Linked DNA regions of Mus musculus: regions 2, 3 and 4 are each linked to region 1. The links are chromatin contacts, called in public Hi-C and Micro-C maps. All regions are on one chromosome and are shown on one strand. The core of a region is the stretch at or near the end of the contact, and the rest is flanking DNA. Distances in the headings are between cores, read along the strand shown.

The links. Hi-C and Micro-C count contacts between places; a contact is called where the count stands out from the background.
Region 2: a contact with region 1 is called in a Hi-C map of pancreatic cancer cells, with 2.8 times the contacts expected there. The contact joins two enhancer-like sites. A contact is called at or near these places in 8 of 484 Hi-C or Micro-C datasets (the 4T1 cell line, adipose-derived mesenchymal stem cells, brown adipocytes and 5 more) and 2 of 9 other capture datasets (embryonic stem cells and embryonic tail).
Region 3: a contact with region 1 is called in a Hi-C map of epidermal suprabasal cells, with 3 times the contacts expected there. The contact joins two enhancer-like sites. A contact is called at or near these places in 1 of 15 datasets of contacts at CTCF or cohesin (the NIH/3T3 cell line) and 1 of 484 Hi-C or Micro-C datasets (epidermal suprabasal cells).
Region 4: a contact with region 1 is called in a Micro-C map of muscle stem cells, with 11 times the contacts expected there. The contact joins two enhancer-like sites. A contact is called at or near these places in 2 of 484 Hi-C or Micro-C datasets (muscle stem cells and tail fibroblasts).

Annotation. Positions count from the first base shown.
Region 1 is chr15:61,607,100-61,610,155 of GRCm38.p6, reverse strand. No RefSeq gene overlaps it. Among named protein-coding and RNA genes, the nearest start is that of D030024E09Rik, 170 kb to the left of the region's middle. Within about 2 kb of position 1,540, at least 78 of the 459 cell types and tissues checked have an H3K27ac peak or open chromatin away from gene starts, as enhancers often do. A contact at or near this core is called in brown adipocytes, embryonic fibroblasts, epidermal suprabasal cells and 3 more, where this site is marked.
Region 2 is chr15:61,164,200-61,167,495 of GRCm38.p6, reverse strand. Gm38563 (a long non-coding RNA gene) reads right to left here. Exons shown (of 3, transcript XR_875374.2): 3 at 533-2,062. Among named protein-coding and RNA genes, the nearest start is that of Gm38563, 8.7 kb to the right of the region's middle. Within about 2 kb of position 1,560, at least 18 of the 459 cell types and tissues checked have an H3K27ac peak or open chromatin away from gene starts, as enhancers often do. A contact at or near this core is called in brown adipocytes, embryonic fibroblasts and pancreatic cancer cells, where this site is marked.
Region 3 is chr15:61,912,219-61,915,449 of GRCm38.p6, reverse strand. No RefSeq gene overlaps it. Among named protein-coding and RNA genes, the nearest start is that of Myc, 72 kb to the left of the region's middle. Within about 2 kb of position 1,704, at least 27 of the 459 cell types and tissues checked have an H3K27ac peak or open chromatin away from gene starts, as enhancers often do. A contact at or near this core is called in epidermal suprabasal cells, where this site is marked.
Region 4 is chr15:61,240,279-61,243,390 of GRCm38.p6, reverse strand. No RefSeq gene overlaps it. Among named protein-coding and RNA genes, the nearest start is that of Gm29904, 47 kb to the left of the region's middle. Within about 2 kb of position 1,435, at least 51 of the 459 cell types and tissues checked have an H3K27ac peak or open chromatin away from gene starts, as enhancers often do. A contact at or near this core is called in muscle stem cells and tail fibroblasts, where this site is marked.

The DNA.
Region 1 (3,056 bases), core at 291-2,790:
AATTAAAATTTATTTAATAAATCTCTTCTTTAGTAAATTGAAAGTGTATATTTCATGTCACACATGCCCATGAGCAGATATATGTCATATTCATATATATATATATATGATGTATATGTGTATACAATAGGAAGGAATAGAGGGTGGGTTTTATGGTCCAGGCAGGAAGCTCCAGAACGCACTGTCTATGCTTGCTCATACTAGTGGCTAACCCTGGAATGCAGCACTCACCCATCTCGCCTCGGAAAAATGCTGTGTATGCTTCACAGCCCTACCCTGCGCAGCCCTACTCCCAGTTAGTACATTGCCTAAGCCCATGCACTTTTCTTTTCTTGCTCAGCGCAGTACCCAGGATGGTGCTTGCACATAGCAGAAACCCCACTCAGATTTCTCATCGACACACATACAGATAGCCAGTAGGTGTCAAATTCCAGAAAACTTGTTCCACTCCTTTGGTTAAGCCCCCCCCCCCCCATTCAAGAAATCACATTCTGCAGCAGTTACTAGCAGAACTGCCCCACCTGCGAAAGGAATGGGGTGGACCAGCCAGGGGAAGAACCAAGAGAATGTTTAACTAAATAAATGGTGGCATTGACTTGAAATTAATAATGGAAAATAACTGTAATTTGTGTTAATTTATAGAAACAAAGCACATTTTATAAGCAGAACCTGCCCCCGCCATATTGTTCATTGCTGTGTCCTTTACAATAGAAAACTCCTTGATTTTTCCATCCAATGACCATCAGAAACACCAGTGAATGAGGGAAGGAATAGCCAGTATAGAAAAAAACTGCTAAGTGTTTCAAATGTGTATATGTGTGTGAAAGTGAGAATGCGTGAGAGTGTGTATGTGTGTCTGAGTGCGTGTGTGTGTGTGTGTGTGTGTGAGAGAGAGAGAGAGAGAGAGAGAGAGAGAGAGTATGTGTGTGTGTGTATGTGTGTCTGAATGTGTGTGTATGTGTGGGTTAACATGCAAAGCAGAAACTTAATGCATACAGATGTTACTGACTCCAAACAGTAACACACAAGGCAAGTTTCCTTATCGTTTCCATTTTCAGATAGAGAAATTAAAATGGCAATCCCTAGACCAAGAAACAACCACATTTGACATTTCTGCACATCACACTACCTACAAAATACCTCATTTTGTTTTCATCAAATAGTCCAAGGTATGAGGGCTGGAGTTTAATCTTCTGTGCTTTGTGACACAGAAGTGATGAAGACCACTTCTTCTCTAAGAGACTATGAGATTTAATTAGGGAAGTGGTTATAAAAACATGTCGAAGTTCAAAAGTGCTTTTCCTTGTCAGGGCCCATGACTATATTTCCAAATAGGACAACCTAGCTTTTAAAGCCACTTGCCTGGAATGAGTCTGCAAATCCCTTAGAGAGAATGATAGGGAGAGTTAGTGCCTGATGCCTAACATGGCCCATATGGTTTTGCAGAGATTCCATAAGTAAAGAGGAGAGCAAGAAGTCTAGCTTGTTAGTGTTCGAGTGTGGGAACAGTACGAGTTTGCTCTGTGATGATTCTAACATTCAGGAATGTTGGCACCTTCTCTTCCTGACTTTGCATTAGGAAACCAGGGCGTGTTGAGTAACAGGATGTACGTTCATGCTGTTTTTGGTTTCTTTGGGGGTTCATTTTGGGAAATCTTCTTTCAAGATAGAGCTTCAATGTTAGACTCAGGAAAGCCCTTTAACCTCGGGGCTGCTGCCTCCAACGTGGACTAAAGGTCCTGGTGGAGTAAGAGTTGGATGCTGTTCCTCATGAGTTAGGAGTCATTGTTTGCAAATGTGCTCCCCAATGAAAAAGGATTAGGTCCTGGACAGTAGAGAACATTATGTTCATATTGCAAAATCTTGATATGATCTAGTAAGGGCTGATGGGGATTTGATAAGCCAATCTTCTTGGCTGAAAATGTCATCGCTGATCTCTATTTATTGCTATATCCCACCCCACATTTGTTCTTCACAATATAAGGCAAGACTTAGAGGAATCCCTTTGGCTCTGTCAGAATTACCATAGGGATGTGGGAAGACACCGAGGCTCCATGCCATAAATTAATTTTGATCATATGATATGTGACTTAGGTACCCTGTTGCAATTCTGCAGCTCAATGTCTTTCCTTTGAAAACTGGAACCATCCTTCATCTTCTTTTTCTTTTTCTTTTTTGTTAAAGAAAAAAAAAACTAGTTGGGAATTTAATGATTGTCATTACCTACTGACTTCCAGAGAAATTTAAAGAAATGTCCCTATGAGAGACAATCTTACATAGTGACTATGACACAAATTTCTATTCTGTATGTTTCCACAAAAGTTAGTTAACATTTTAAAAATCTTAGTTTCTTCCACTGAAAAGGATAGATAAAAATGGCAATGCCTAGTCCAGGCATTAAAAATTAAAGGCTGTGATCTCTGAGTTGAAGAACTTAGCACAAAACACTAGCACATTGTAAAATCAATAAATACTAGGTATGGCCATTATCTCCATTGTATGGCGAATGGTTAGAAAAGCATCATAAAATGTTATATGCATGAGGAAAGTATTATTATCTCTTAACATTTGCTCTTTTGTTGACCAAAAGGAATTTCAAGGCTTACAAATTATTCTTTGGGAAAATGAATTATTCACCAGGTTATTGGCCTCAGTACTTTTCATCTTCAGCAAGAAAAAGAATAATGAAGAATCTGCAGCTTTGACCTACCATATAGGCCACATCTAAAAAAGTTCAGCACAGCAAGTAACTGGCTGCAGTTTTTTTTTTCTTTTTTTTTCTAGTTCAGTGCTTTTCCCACAGATTAGGATCCATATGGAAGAGATGCCTGGGAAGTGAATTTCCATATAAGGAGCTTCTTACTAAGTTTCTTTCATAACTCTACATACATGTATATCCAGAAATAGGTATAAAACACTTGGGGAGATATAAAAAACAGGAGAAGTCACTTCTTCGGTGGAAAATAATATGTGATAATAAGATAAGCCATAATCGCCAGACAACTGGACTTTCTATTTTGTATGGCATTTTGACACCTGGGGAAGGAAGCTAACAG
Region 2 (3,296 bases), core at 311-2,810, 440 kb after region 1:
TACAGTCACCATGCTTCCTGACATACTGATAATGAGCTAAATCTCTTAACTGGGAGCTATCTTTAATAAAATGGTTCCTTATAAGAGTTGCCATGATCAGGTGCAGGGTACAATCATACCAGGCTCCTGTCAGCAAGAGCTTCTTGGCATCAGCAATAGTGTTGGGGTTTGGTGTCTGCAGATGAGATGGATCCTTAGGTTGGGTGGTCTCTGGGTAGCCTTTCCTTCCTTCAGTCTCTGCTCTACTCTTTGTCCCTGCCTTTCCTTTAGACAGAAACAATTCTGGGGTAAATTTTTTGAGATGGGTGAGCTCGATACATCAACTGGGGGTTCTGCCTATTGATTCCCCAGCATAGTTGGACACTAGAGTGGTGAGGCGTGTGTGGGAGAGTGGGTGTTCGAGCACCCTCATAAGGGCAAAGGGGAGGGAGAATGGGATGGAGTGGGTTGGCAGGGTACTGGGAAGGGGGATATCATTTGAAATGTAAACAAATCAAGTGATTAATAAAAGAAAGAAGAAAAAGAGTTGCCCTGGTCAAGGAGTTTCTTCACAGCAATAGAAAGCCTAAGAGAATTTTCAAGTAAAAATAGTTTGGGGACATTCAATACAGACTTCATTCAAGTCAGGGTACACAGAAGCCACAAGAATACTGTTTAGAATCTTGGAGACCTGGAGCAAGAGAATGGCTTCCTGTATGGATAAAGTAGGCTTACTATTGATGATTCCTTCAGTGTATAGTAAGCCTCAAATCAAGGAAAGCATGGAACACATCCCTTAACCCCAGGCTTTCCTTCTCTCTGTTTTCACAGCCGAAGCACAGCAACTAGGGAACTGATGATGCCAAGCCTGCCAAGCAATAGCACTGGATGGAGAAGGATGGCAAGTGGCTCTAGAATGGCAATGAAAAATGCAGTACCCAGGAAATGAGCATAAAAACATTCAGAAATCAATGAACTGAATAGGTTTTTGTGAATTAGAGTCCATATGAGAACATATATATAGAGAGCAAGAAAGAGAGGAAAAGATTATGAACCTGGGACTTCTAGCTGAAGTCATGAGGATCGTTGTGGTACACTTGATTTAGGAGTGGTAAACATGGGAAACTAGATTCTTAAGGAGGTGTTCATGACTCAGAAGTATGTTGATATAAGATACATGTTGATTAAAGAGCACCCCAGTGCAAATGCCAGCTGGGCAGGTGAGTGAAACAAACCATATCTCAAGGACACGTGTAGGCTCCAGAAATGCATTTGAGAGTTGTCAGCACATGCATGGTGCCTAATGAGATGATAATGGCTACTAACTAGAGGGAGTGTGTAAGAAAAATCAAGAAGACAGCCTACCTCCTGCTTCTTCGATCAGTTGAGAAGTAGCTATTACGGAAATTCGAGGAAGAAGAAAACAGAAGGAACCCTTAGGCATGCAGGATGTCAGAAAGTCCTAAGGAAAGAACATTATTGAAGGAAGGGGTGGAACAATCATGAAGAATGCACAGCTGAAGCTGTGACTCTTCAGTAAGTGGGAAAGGGAGGAGGCCTGGTTAGAATGAGCTGTCCACCAACAAAAGTGATAACGAGTTACTGTGTTCCCTCTCTCACTAAATAAAAGAAAGTTAATGCTGACACGTTATGTCAGCAGTTCGCAACCTCTGTGTCATGACACCTTTGCAGGCAAAGGATCCTTACACGGGGGTGACCTAAGACCATCACATACATTTACATTACATTACAATTCGTAGCAATAGGAAAATTACAGTTTTAAAATAGCAACAAAATAACTTTATGGTTGGGGGTCACCACCACCCGAGGAACTGTATTAATGGGTTGCTACATTAGAAAGGCTGAGAACTACTAATTTAAGTTAAACTCATGTCTACAGATATGAATGCAGGTCTTGGATTCCACGGGCCATGTCTTTTCCTCATTGCTGAGTAATTTTCCAGTTCTGTGATTCATACTGCACGGAGTGTAGTTATACAGTAACTTTCCAGTGGGCCTCTCACCCCAGGGATTTGCCATGTCTGACCTTCTCTTAGGCAAAAGATGAAGAAAATTTCTCATCCTAAGGAGGGAAAGAAAAAAAAAAAAGAACATAACCTAAATGGCAAGATATTAATCTTGAGACCATTTACAGGGAGGTGTTAAGTGGCCCCGTTGGCATTAACAGCAGTAAGCTTCGAATATCACTTGTACAGCAAGCTGCTTAGCTCTGCAGATAGCAAGTCACAGCAGGCCTTCTTGGGTTGCAAATATAGTCACTCTGTTTGCCAATTAACTCTTTCCCACATTGTGTTTTATATAACCAGCCAGGAAGCTTTTGCTTCGACAGCAGAATCTGCTGGCAAATGGTACTGTCCTGGGAATTGAAGTGATGCGACAGTAGCCACGGCAGTGGTCAAAGGGGACAGGAGAAATCATGGAGAAACAGTCATTAGTGAGCCAGAGCCTCCTGAGGCTTGCTTTTCTCTGGAATAAGTGTCCATATCCTCTCAGCTTCCAATCAGGCAGGGTAATGGACAAGACATTGCTCCTTTATCTTGAGAAAATGTAGCATGTCCAAGTTATTATAAACAAGCTACAAGGAGATTCTGTGATTTCCCAACTACACTGTCTGCTGTCCTTTTGTGCATCTTGCTGTTTTTTAAAACAGATTTCAGGAGGAGCAGGTGGCTGGATCTGTGTCCTGACCCCTTAGTATGTGACACGAAGGCTCCATGACTTCCTGCTTCTTGTCCCTTCAGCCGAACTTGGCAGGACTGACCAGCCCTCCTCATAAACGACTGAGTCTGTCTCTTCCATTCTTCCCTCATTATGATTTCTCACTCTTCTGGGAAGGTCCCTCCCCCTTTCTTCAACTAAACATGTTGATGGGCTTCTCCAGACCTCTTAACTTGTTAGTTTAATTCTTCACTTAGAAGATGCTGTGTAAGTTATCATCACAAGCAAGTTAGCTGTTTCTTGAGGAGATGGGGTCTAACCAGAAGAAACATATCACCAGGGTGATAAGTCACCAGAACGGGTACACTTTTGGTTCTGATCCTTGCCTTCCCCATCTCTTTGACTCTCTCTCTGTGTCTATCTCTATCTCTCTCCATCTGATTCCAATCAGGCACTAAACACAGCTGCATTGCTAGGAGCCATGTCTGGTACACTGTGACATTTATTTGGTGTTTGAAGACTACAGATTCATCTATTCGGTACTCAACTTGAGAGAGACAGAGACAGAAAGAAATAGGGAGGCAAGGAGCAGGACCAAGAGTATATAAACCCTGGTGACTTGTTTCTTCTGATTAGAC
Region 3 (3,231 bases), core at 455-2,954, 310 kb before region 1:
TTTTATTAGGTATTTAGCTCATTTACATTTCCAATGCTATACCAAAAGTCCCCCTTACCCACCCACCCCCACTCCCCTACCCACCCACTCCCCCCTTTTGGCCCTGGCGTTCCCCTGTACCGGGGCACACAAAGTCTGCGTGTCCAATGGGCCTCTCTTTCCAGTGATGGCCGACTAGGCCATCTTTTGATACATATGCAGCTAGAGTCAAGAGCTCAGGGGTACTGGTTAGTTCATAATGTTGTTCCACATATAGGGTTGAAGATCCCTTTAGCTCCTTGGGTACTTTCTCTAGCTCCTCCATTGGGAGCCCTGTGATCCATCCATTAGCTGACTGTGAGCATCCACTTCTGTGTTTGCTAGGCCCCGGCATAGTCTCACAAGAGACAGCTACATCTGGGTCCTTTCAGTAAAATCTTGCTAGTGTATGCAATGGTGTCAGCATTTGGAAGCTGATTATGGGGTGGATCCCTGGATATGGCAGTCTCTACATGGTCCATCCTTTAATCTCAGCTCCATACTTTGTTTCTGTAACTCCTTCCATGGGTGTTTTGTTCCCACTTCTAAGGAGGGGCATAGTGTCCACACTTCAGTCTTCATTTTTCTTGAGTTTCATGTGTTTAGGAAATTGTATCTTATATCGTGGGTATCCTAGGTTTTGGGCTAGTATCCACTTATCAGTGAGTACATATTGTGTGAGTTCCTTTGTGATTGTGTTACCTCACTCAGGATGATGCTCTCCAGGTCCATCCATTTGGCTAGGAATTTCATAAATTCATTCTTTTTAATAGCTGAGTAGTACTCCATTGTGTAGATGTACCACATTTTCTGTATCCATTCCTCTGTTGAGGGGCATCTGGGTTCTTTCCAGTTTCTGGCTATTATAAATAAGGCTGCTATGAACATAGTGGAGCATGTGTCCTTCTTACCAGTTGGGGCTTCTTCTGGATATATGCCCAGGAGAGGTATTGCTGGATCTTGAGGACCCATAAGCTTCTATTTTGAAACCTTAATGGAGGAGTGACAAGATGTCACCAAATTGTGCCAGGGGGACTATGCAGCTATCTGAAAAGAGTTTGGACTAGGTGGAAAGTGCCCCTTGGTACAGGTGCACTGTTAATGGAGGAGACACGGGTCATTACTCTCCATTTGTTCCGGAGCACCAGCTCAAGCATAGAGGCAAGTTTGTAGAGGCTAAGGTTGAATAGGTAGTGCCCATCCTTCTAATGGGAAAGGCCTAAGGCAAATGAGGAGCCTTTGTAAAGATTCTCAAAGGTGAAGGAGTCACACAGTTGAGAGTTCTCCCTGGAGTAAGTCAGAAGTCAGAGCAGGTTCAGCAAGACAGCCCTGGAGGGAGAGAGTGGGCTAGAAGGCTGCAGTAAAAATTCCACCATGATCTTCAGTTTGTTGAACTTCCTTTAGGGACATACCCCCAGAATGCACTGGAAAATTCAGGAGAGCTGCCACGGAACATAGCAGAAGCAAGTCCTAGAACCTTCTGCCGCTGCTTGGGCCAGCAACCTTTCCCTATATAGCTTCCAGCTGCTATTGGCAGCTGCTATATGAACTGGCTTCAGGCAAGTTCCCGGGCTAAAAGGTGTACCCTGGGTGTGGCAGACAAGCTTTCTTGTTAAGGCTCACCATTGTAGGTCATCTCATCTAGGCCTGCCACTGCTGAGTAATAATCAGGCTATAATCTGTCGGCAAGGAGCTCTTGCAACATGCTGTGCCCGTCTGCCAGGTAAACAGTCAGTGTGTATGCCCAGAGCAGTGCTTACGTCTGTCTTCCAGGGAAACCTCCCTCCCTACTGGCCTCCAGGCTGTGTGAGCCTCCACCCTGCCTCTCTGTCTTGTTCTCTGAGGCTGCCCAGTCGTTCCCTGGGAACCAGGTCAAGATCCCTTGCTGTCAGGTTTCATAAGGCATGAATCAGGGCCCTGCAAGGAGAAGGCGGGAGATGTGGGCCAAAGCCAGGCTGGAAGGTAGAGGGAATGATTGATCCAGTCAATAACTATTATCTATTAAGATAAGCATCTGCATATGATAAGCCATCTCTCTAGGGGAGAAGCTCAGGAAGCTAAAAAACCATAGTTTGGTCAAGAATTACTCAACTTTTTTTTGTTTTTTTTTTTTTTTTAATTAGGTATTTCGCTCATTTACATTTGCAATGCTATACCAAAAGTCCCCCATAGCCACCCACCCCCTCTCCCCTACCCACCCACTCCCCTTTTATGGCCCTGGCGTTCCCCTGTACTGGGGCATATAAAGTTTGCGTGTCCAATGGGCCTCTCTTTCCAGTGATGGCCGACTAGGCCATCTTTTGATGCATATGCAGCTAGAGTCAAGAGCTCCGGGGTACTGGTTAGTTCATAATGTTGTTCCACCTATAGGGTTGCAGATCCCTTTAGCTTCTTTGTTACTCAACTTTTTTAAGCCTTCAGTGGGGAATTGAATTTCACACAGGTATGAGCTTCATAATGGAAAAATGGCTGCCTCTTCTCTGCTTCTGTCTAGTGATTAGATTTAAAAAAAATTATGGCTTTATGTGTGGTCTCAGGATGTCTGAATTTTCCAAAGATTTACTTTCTGAATTGTTGAGAGCTCTCAAATGCTTCAGTCTCAAAGGCATGACAGGCATGACCTGAGTTTCTCTCCTATACTCATGTCCATTTGATTAAATAGACCCTTAGTGGTTACAATGAGTCCTGTGATTTCACAAGGGTAAGATGTGGGTCCCAGATGATAGTGGGTTCAGATGTAATACACAGAAACAGTGGGGTGTAATGCATTTAGGGGCCAGGAACAATTTCCCAAGGATGCAGCCATAACTGAGCCTAGAAGGGTACTTAGGAGTGGCTGTTCTATATTTAGTGATCAGGAGATTGGACTTATGCTATGTTCACTCTAAATGATGAATGCATTTGGAACATTTAGTCAAAAGTCTTTGCTAGCATCACAAGAGGACTTATTCCAGGCATCTTAGTATTTTTTCCCTGCTACCACTCCACTGATGGGCTCCATAGTTTGAACTCCTTATGAAGTGGATTATAGTGTGAACATTTGAGAGACTGTCATGGATGGTGACTCTGGAAAGCCAATGAAAGAGATCAGCATACTGAGGTAAGATGTTGAGCTACGTCTTTGTTACCACTTTTCCCTTTGAAAATTACCATATTCCTCCAGGGTAAGGTTGGTTCCTTACTCATCTCTCTGTCTTCAAGTGCCACCTATCT
Region 4 (3,112 bases), core at 186-2,685, 370 kb after region 1:
TCAGGCCATGGTCAGGTTCTTTGTCACTTGAATTCAACTTACAACAGTCTAAGTCTTCTCTAGACCTCAGTGCCAGCCTTTTGAATATCTCTCCTACAAATCAGTTCCAAAGGCCCACCTAGCATGTCTCTAGCCAAGTTTATGAAAGTCATTTCTCTGCTACTTTTCCATATTATCTTCTTTTTTTAATCATTCTCATGAGATAGCTGATGGAAACAATGTACAGGCAAAAGATTTCATGAAATACTGTCCATCATGATGAAGAAGCTATGGTGCCTTGGGATATGTCTTTGGAGTTGGGAACCATAGTGCAATTTCCTCATATCACAATAGTTAGATGTGAACTGGAGAAAAGAATGTGAGTGGCCAGAGGGTAAGGGAGGAGTAGTAAGGTTTTACAAAGTTTGTAAAAGTAGGTTTGTATGTCATAAATACATTCAGGGAATCTGTTATATAACAATGCAGTTTGAGTTAATAACATTAAGTATTAAAAATTGTGAATAAAGTAAGTTTTCAATATTCTCAGTATATATGAGGTGATGCAGTGATATATATTAATCAGTTTACCACGTACTATGTACAATGTACATATACTAGTATACCATGCTGTCCAACACACACACACGTGTGTGTGTATATATATATATGTATGTATATGTATATATATATACACACATACATATATGTGTGTGTATTTATATGTGTTTGTATATATGTGTATATGTGTGTGTGTATTTGTGTGTATCATAAAATAAAACATTAAAATGTAAGGATGTACATGTTTAGTGAGAATAAACATAAGCTGCAGTGCTATTTACATTGATGATAAGAACATATGGGCACTGAGACAATGCACAGTAGCTGCTGAGCTATCAGCCCTACATCTCAGAAAAGAGGATGTAGGAAATGATGAAACTATACACACACAAGGAAGTCAGCTTCACAGTGTTTGTAGTTGACACAAAGGAAATAGTTAAAATCTCAAAAAGCAGACTGTAGACAGGGGGGAAATTGGGCAGGGAAAGAGCATTTACAAGATTGTTCATTGTGTTATAAACACAGGCAGACCAAATATCTCCAGGCACTCTTAGGTCATGTCTGAGATAAACATGAATGAGATCGTGAAATTTCAGCTGAATAAAGTGTAGCCGAGATCTTTCAAGATTGTTGAAATTGCATTCCCATGTCCTTTTTTAACTTCAAGCATGCCTATGTGCATCTGTCAGTCTGGGTCATTTTGAGTGTGATTCTGCAACTCTATTTAGAACAGGCAAAGAAAGCACAGAATTTGGATCTACAGAGGATGGACCTTGTTCTTCTTAGTACCTCTGCTGTCAAGGGAAGGAGACAATGACCTGTGTTCAATAGACTCATTTCCTCTTCCTCACAAGTCTACTGCGCCTCTTTGCCAGATCCATTTCACCATGGGATGAGTCCATATAAGTGACTGAATGTGGTCAGTGGAATGTGGGCAAGAAGTGATATGAGTAATTTCTAGTCTGGCCATGCCCAACATTCTTCAAATGACTTTTCAGGCTCCTATTTTTTTCTATCAGTGTCTTCCTTAGACAAAGACCTATTTCAGATCTCTGAGGCAACAGAAGACATTGGTACCATAAGGACAATAGAAGAAACTGGGTCTCTATACCTCCACTTGGACTGCCATTTCCCACACTGTTAATGGGAGAAATGTACTTTATAAGGTAAAAATTGGAACATGTGTGTGACTGGTTGCAGAAAGACTATATCCTGCTTCATACAGCACATGGTTTAAACTCTTGGAGCCTCAGTTTCACTATCCATGCTACAATTCATTGGCTCTCATAAGAACTGAATGTAAAGCATGTCTACATACACATGCATTATGTGTTTATTCTCATCTCTGTTCATTTTATGCTCACACGCCAACTTGGGCAAGGCTGCCTCTCTGCACACCTCCATAGGTTGCCATATAATTTTATGCATGGGTCAAGCACAATATGAATCATGGCTCTTGTGTTCCCCATCCCAGACACATGAGCAAATTTCAAAGAAAGAGCATAGTTACTTCTAAATAAATGTGACAGAAGCAATTGTTATCACTTTAATAAAAAGATTAACTAAAGCAACAATGATTTTAAAAGTGAAATAATTTATAGCTTTGCTATCATGGCTTGGTAATGTCCTTGTGTGTAAATACAAAGGATACTTAATCTCTTATTTAAATTGTCTGAATTACTCCTCTGTTCTGATAATAAAACAGCCCTTAGGTATCTTATTTGATATCAAGTAGACAAAGGAAAGTCTGATCAACATTCAACTTTAGTGCTTAGGCACATTTTATGTTGATTGGGACCTAAACTTCCCCAGCAACAATTGCTACCGAGTCAGTTTGCTCTTCAGATGCCCATGGCTGGAACTGAATGTGTACCAACTGGAACTGATTACTTGAAACTTGAACAGTTCGGGGTTTAATAGAGTTAATTTGGGTGTTCTAGCTACCACCAGGCTGTCTTTACTTTCAAAGTCATATAAGAGCCAGAATTTTAGGCAATGCAGGGGGGAGGCATTGTCACTATGCTCCGACAGTCTAAAAGGCACTCTGATGGGCTCTCACAGAAGATTTCAATCTTCAGGAAGAAACTGGTAGAAGCAAAGGAATGCATTTTTAGAAGGTGGCTTCCTGTAGTCATTTGCCTCCCATTTGTGTGAACATCTGAACAGAGAAAAAGAAAAATGACAACATTACTAGATTCTGGCATCTGGAAATTGTGAAGCATAGAGTTTTTACACTAATTTAATGCACATTCTCACATTACAGTCATGTTTAACAGTTACCCATGTGCCACTCAGAGAGATGCATTGTATGAAAAGAATTTTGGCAGCACAGACTCTTCAGGCTGTGGGCATAAGAAAGGAAACACTTGTGCAGACTACCAATTTAGCATTTATTCAGTTAACTTCCTGGAATGTGGGGATGGGAAGAGGATTTAGAGCCTAACTCATTCCAATCCTTTTTTCTAACATGTGAGGAAACTGAGTCTCAGACATGGGGAGTGACTCACAATACAGAAACAGATGTGACAAAGAGCAGCAGGGTCCCTGCAGGGCCCAGGATGCAAAGATACACGAA